Regions from separate parts of the Oryzias latipes genome. Here region 1 is linked to region 2. A link is a contact called in public Hi-C data. All regions are on one chromosome and are shown on one strand. Each heading gives the region's core, a stretch centred on a gene start, on an enhancer-like site or on the middle of the called end of the contact. The rest is flanking DNA. Distances are from core to core; before and after follow the strand shown. Region 1 overlaps LOC101162832 (extracellular sulfatase Sulf-2). Region 2 has its middle 19 kb from the start of LOC101162832.

What was found. Hi-C and Micro-C count contacts between places; a contact is called where the count stands out from the background.
Region 1: a contact with region 2 is called in a Hi-C map of embryo, with 2.1 times the contacts expected there. The contact joins two enhancer-like sites. A contact is called at or near these places in 4 of 5 Hi-C or Micro-C datasets (embryo, fibroblasts and gastrula embryo).

The regions. Positions count from the first base shown.
Region 1 is chr5:26,106,780-26,109,828 of ASM223467v1, reverse strand. LOC101162832 (extracellular sulfatase Sulf-2) reads right to left here. Exons shown (of 21, transcript XM_011475383.3): 10 at 2,938-2,994; 11 at 2,702-2,831; 12 at 1,611-1,818; 13 at 564-822. Among protein-coding and RNA genes, the nearest start is that of LOC101156731, 5.1 kb to the left of the region's middle. Within about 2 kb of position 1,473, at least 1 of the 8 cell types and tissues checked has an H3K27ac peak or open chromatin away from gene starts, as enhancers often do. A contact at or near this core is called in embryo, where this site is marked.
Region 2 is chr5:26,049,724-26,052,730 of ASM223467v1, reverse strand. No RefSeq gene overlaps it. Among protein-coding and RNA genes, the nearest start is that of LOC101162832, 19 kb to the left of the region's middle. Within about 2 kb of position 1,535, at least 2 of the 8 cell types and tissues checked have an H3K27ac peak or open chromatin away from gene starts, as enhancers often do. A contact at or near this core is called in embryo, where this site is marked.

The DNA.
Region 1 (3,049 bases), core at 224-2,723, 57 kb before region 2:
TAGATCCTCTCAAGTGATTAATAAAGAAGTAATTTTGACCTCATCACACATGTTACTGAACATTGACAAAAACAAGCATAAAACAAAATAATGAATGGACTTTTTTTTCTCTTGCATCCTCAAAATTATGTCTTGGCTTTTTTATGCTTGATAGCATAAATTGTGTCTTCTGTAAGAAAAGAAGTCCATTATCCGTCCTGCTAGATGATAGCAGTTTCTTAGCACAGACCAAGTGAAAAAGGAATAATTCACAGTCCAGTACAGACAATCTTTGGCATCACGCAGTTTCACTCAGTCAATTCTTTCTCTGCTTTTAAATTTCTAAATATCCCCACAAGATTTCATTGTTTTTACTGTGTGAAAGCCAAACACAAAACAAAACTAACTGGGCAAAAGAAGAAACAGCAGGTCTGTGTAACTTGAGTTTTCTCAGTCTGGTAGGGCTTTTGTCCCAGCATGCAAATGGTCACATCTCCAAATGCAAATCCACTCGTAGGCTAAATTGTTTCCATTCAGTTCGTTTCACTAGCAGAAACATGTACACACGCATCCTGCTCACACACCTGTGGGTGACTTTGAGGCCAGCAGGTGGTGTGAGACTGTTGCTGCTTGTGGGTTTGGCCGCAATTCCATTTCCGCTGATTTCTTCAGGGTCGTCTTCATTCCCTGCTATTCTCCACCTGTTTCTGGTCCAGCTGCTGTTCCTGAGCCCACCGGGTCGGTAGGTCTCTTTAAGATCAACTGCATACAAATCTCCACCCAGCTCATACAGAGCAGAGCGGGCAGATCGCTTCCTTGACAAAGTCTTGATGGATTTCATCTCTGATTAAAAGGACAGAGGAGCAATGCTTTGTGAATTACACATGTGAATACTCTATGCATTACTTTTACATTTTGCATAAATTTTTGTCTTTGTTGCTTTCAATATTCAATCATTATAGACGTGTGCATTTGCGCTTGCTGTCCACTTGATGGCAGCACTGGTCTGTGCTGTTTGTCTTAAATGTGGTTATAAGATGAGAGTGGCCCATTTTGCAGCTGCCAACTAGGCTGTTTCAAAGAATTTGTGTTTTTGTGAAATAACAAACAGAAACATCCACATCTATTGATATCAACAGGAATGACAGCATTGGAGGGAGGAGCAGTGACCTTTTACATGACCATCATCCAACCCATCCACACAACTTTTAATACATTTTGGTTTCTGTAGCAACTGCCAGGAACAAGACCAAGCTGCAGTCTGTCATCAGCTCTGCAGAGAAGGTGAATGGCTGCAGTCTCTCATCCCTCATGCAGCCCGTCCGTCTTTCAGATCAGGAGACATGCAGGCAGGACATCAACCGACCCCCTCCCATCCTGGACATGCAGTGTAAAACTCAGTCTAATTGGATCAGGACCCCCACTACAAGAACAACTTCTTTCTCACTGTGGCTACTTTGTTTAACAGTGACCCAATCACCCTGTTGACCCCCCCCCCCCCAAGCCTTACTCCCACCACCGCAAAAGCTTTACTCCCGCTTACTCCCAGAGCCATTAGTTGACACCAAGCTGCAAAATGTTTATGGTCCCACCGAGTCACTCTTTGATTCTGTGTCTAAAGAAGAACTTACTCTTTTTGTTGAGCAGCCCTTTCTTTTTCAGGATGGATGTCTTGAAGCTGATGTCACCACAGGAACATCCGTCAGAGCTGATTGTGAGAGACAGCTGGGAGGCACTGCTGGCCATCAGAGCCTGCATGCGGGGGGCAAAGAGTCCTGCCATGCCCTTGCACTTATAAAGCCTCAGTTTGCCAGTCGGGTCCTCCACACACTGCCATTTCTAAAGCAAAACAGAAAATGGTTTCAGACTTAATAAGATTAAACATTTCTCTCAAGAAAATTATTCAGAAATATCTGTGCTTTGAGCTCCACTCAAATAATCTTTTGATCTATTGTAAAAGCATTCCCAGTGGTCTTTTAACTATGCTTATGCCGTTTTTAGCCATATTGAAAATAGTTTTTGTAAAGCTGCAGCAGTCCATTAAAAATTTGCCTCTAAGTTGTTGGCAGGACTGTTGGTGCGGAGAAAGCCCACCCCCACTTCCCGTCACCCATCTGTTTACACAATCTCCCACTAGCTTACAGCCCCTTACACTCCAACCTAACATTACAAACCCAAAAATGGTGACCACCATTTGAGACAGATATCAGATCAGACGAGGAAAATGATGACCCACATGGATCCAGTCATCTACAAGTGGATGCATCGGAATGGAGTGGAGCAGGGAGCTTGTGGCACAGTGTTGTAGTTTGTACATAACAACTACAAGCCTGATTCACAGCAATTTGATTAAAGCAATACTCAGAAATGCATTTTTAAGCTTAATTTTGTATATATCTCCTCAAACATCAGAAAAATGCCACAAGAACATGTTAAAATCACCAAAAACTGATTTTCATCTTGTGGTGGTGTTGAGAACCACTGGTATGACAGCTCTAATCCAGAATTCATAATTCACAGGTTTCCAACAAGCTATACATTCTTTTCAAATGTGCACACCAACTAGAAAAAGTAAGAAAACAGAAAGTTAAAATGAACCTCAAGAGTGCAGTACCTGCATATTTTACTGAGTTCTAAATGATCCCCAGATTTGGCTTTACTCTCTTTTGTTCCCATGAATTTTTAATAACCTCTCTTTCTTTAACTCTTGCAGGCCAAATACCTGTCCTGGCTGCTGGCAGGAGCTCTGGTACTCCGCTTTCTGACACAAATCCTTGACCCTCTGGTACTTTGGTAGGAAGTTCTCTTCTTGGGCCATTTCCTTCCCATCAGTTCTCTTGTGTGGAGGCTTCCTGATAGCCCAGAAAGAAAAAGACACCGACAAAGAGATTGATGTGGAGAGAAAACAATGCCTGGAATGAGAACCTGTCTTTTAAAAGGTCAGTCAATAAAACACACCCTCTTTCCACCAGGAAGGAGTCTCGCCATGTTTTACTTTTTCTGTTCAACTGGAACCTGGAATATAAAGGAAAACAATGTGACAATCATGCATGTGGAGGGAAAACATATT
Region 2 (3,007 bases), core at 286-2,785:
CGTGTAGCCAATGGGCTCGAAGCCCCACCTCCACAAAAAGTTAGGAAAGTTACTGGAAAAACTAAAATTCTGAACTCTACTATAAGTTGGGAACTGAAAGCAAAGAGAGAGAGAAATGAAAAGAAAAAACAATAGTTGAAAATACAAAACAGCAGCTGTTACAACTAAACATTTAGACCAAAAAACATTTGGTCACAGATTTAGGTTTATAGTTTTTTTTAGTTCAAATTTCAAATTCACTTTTTTCCCCCTCATTTTTAACATTTCTTTTGAGTTTAAAATATATATTGCTCAATTTTTAAAATAATTTTTACTTTCAAATTTGTAATAATTTCTTTAAGCTCATAGTGTGTACTTTCGAGTTATTTTTTTATATTTTTAAATCTGGTTTTTCATTCACTTAAAATGAATTGATTGAAACGGAAAATCCAAGAAAACCAAGTCAAGCATTGCATCAATCAATACTACTTTACTACTGAACATAAACATAACAACATTGTTGTGGAATACATTTTTTGAAGTCTATACATGTAAATGCAAAAATGCTTTGAAACTAACTTTGCCTCTGAACTGAAAGCCAACTAGACACAGTGGTGCAGAAGAACAAATTGTGTGCATTAATTTGTTCTTATTGAAAATCAAATAAGAAACCACTATTAACTCTAACTGTTTGCACTTTTCTTCAAACCCAAAGTGTCACAATGGAGGGGAAAAACAGCCGCATGTGGCTCCTGACCCTCAGGTTGCAGACCCCTGCTTTATTCGGTCAATTTTAAAAGTTTATTTTAGAGTCAGAAACTGTGAATGTCACCTAATTTTAGAGAAACTAAATATAATAACCTCCAGGTTCCAAGCATATCCTCCTAATTTAGATACAAAGATGAGAGAAGTTAATGAATGTTGCCGTTTCTTCAGTGTTTTACCTGTAAGTCCTTAGCCTTGACCGAGGAACAACTTCAGCCATTTTTGTCGCGAGATGTCAGATTTCTTGTGTTCACATAACTGATCCAGACACTAGATGGCGCCACGAGCTCGTTCTGTTCCCCGAGTCTGAGGGAATCTCTTCAACATCGGGTGGGACTGCTCTTTTGTGATAAAACTGTTTTCAGTGAAATTTGTCGAGAGTGGGAGTTTCTTTAGTTTTTCTTTAAGTTTTTTGACAATGATACCTCATATAAGTTACTTTTTTCATTTCATCTATACCAATTTGGAATTTATAAAGGTAGATTCTTTTTTACATTTTTAGAGTTTTACCATAAATTAGCTTTTTTCTAGAAGTTATATAATAAATGCACATTATTTGCAGCTTTTTATGACTCCTAAAAAAGTTGTGACTTAACTCTTTTCTTTGGTGAAAAAAAAGAGCGCCAATGTCAAAAACTCACAGTTTATCGATTTCAATCATAAAGCAAAAGGTGTAAATGAGATATGACAGCAGCATCTGACATCCATTGCCCTGGAGGCCAAATGTCTGTTGGTGTGTGTACATGCGTGTGTGTGTGTATGTGCACGGGTTTGGCTTACATAAACTCCTCCAAGAGCCATGGGAGAGTAGGAGAAAGAGGAGTGCAGTAATAACCTGTGGATCACTTCTCCCTGAGTCAACATAAAGACTCTGTGTTTATTTTTCATTAATTCTCCAAACCCCTGAGCTCCTGCAGATGAGGCCTCCTACACACAAACAAAATCTCATCCAAACAACATGCTCCATTTTTACGGCCGTGCATCCTGAAACCATGCTTCCTTTGCGAACGCTGCATGAGAACCAGGCTGTTTGCACGGGCTCCCAGTTTTCTCATGGGCACAGCAGAGATCTCACAGTTTGAACAACAGGCTACACCCTCAGAGAGAAGCCCATGATCTCTTTAAGTACGTCTCAGAGAATTGTTGTTGCCATTTCCCGCAGAGTTGTTATTACAGGCATTAAGGTGAGTGTGACAAAGGTTTGGTGAGATTACGGATGGCAGCAGCAGCTGGATGATAGATGGAGCCTAGCTTGTTTCATGTGCTGAACTGAGCGGATCAACTGTTAGGAAAGGCTAACCATAAGTGAAAGAGAGTCGGCAGAGAGGAAAGTTGAGTGAAAGTTTAAGTGCCACCTGCAGACAGCAGGGCTTTCACATTGCCGTAAAAAGCCTAGTTAAGGCAGTTTGTTACAAACCAAGTTAACACACTGAAGCTGTTTACAACCGGAGCTGATGCTCTGTAAAGCTTTTTACACAGTCGCTACGACTCACTGCTTTGGCACATACCACCACCCATCCACACATGAGCTGCTCTGGCAAGGCCTGGTGAAGTAATCACCAAAAATAAAAAACATCTTCAGTGACAGCATTCAGCGAGTTTCTCACCTAATGAAAGCTGCTGAAAGCTGATGAGTTCACAGAAACTGCAGAACAGCTGGATGGGTCATATGGATTTGAATGCACTTTATAATTGAAAACCTTTTTGTTTCTATTATTAAATTCATACTTTTATCTGTGCTGTCATTTATAATTTAGGATTAATTTTTACAAATCTCTAAGGAAACTGTTTTTATCTGTTTGTCAATGCGAGAAAAGTCCGTTAGACATACGTAGAACAGTTGTGAAAAGCCATAAATTTGGGTATGCATCTTGCAAAAATCACGCGCAATTGCATAAGATTTACGTCATAATTGCTTATAAACTACGTTAAATATGCATGAATCAATAATAATATTAACAGATTAGATTTATTTGATTTTGGTGATGGTAACTACAAATGTAGCCTAAGCTGCCCTGGAGCAGAATGACAGAGGTGTGGCTGCCAGTTTGCGCCTACGGCCCCTCTGACCATCATCAGCACATTCATACACATTCACACACCAGGGGAGCCACACTGGAGGCAGGGAGGGTGAAGTGTCTTGCCCAAGGTCACAACGACAGCTGGCTGGGGGAGCGCCGACCCTTCGGTCTTTGGACAACCTGCTCTAACACCTGAGCCACTGGCGCCCGAATTGCATAATTCTCAACTGATTAAAACTTTT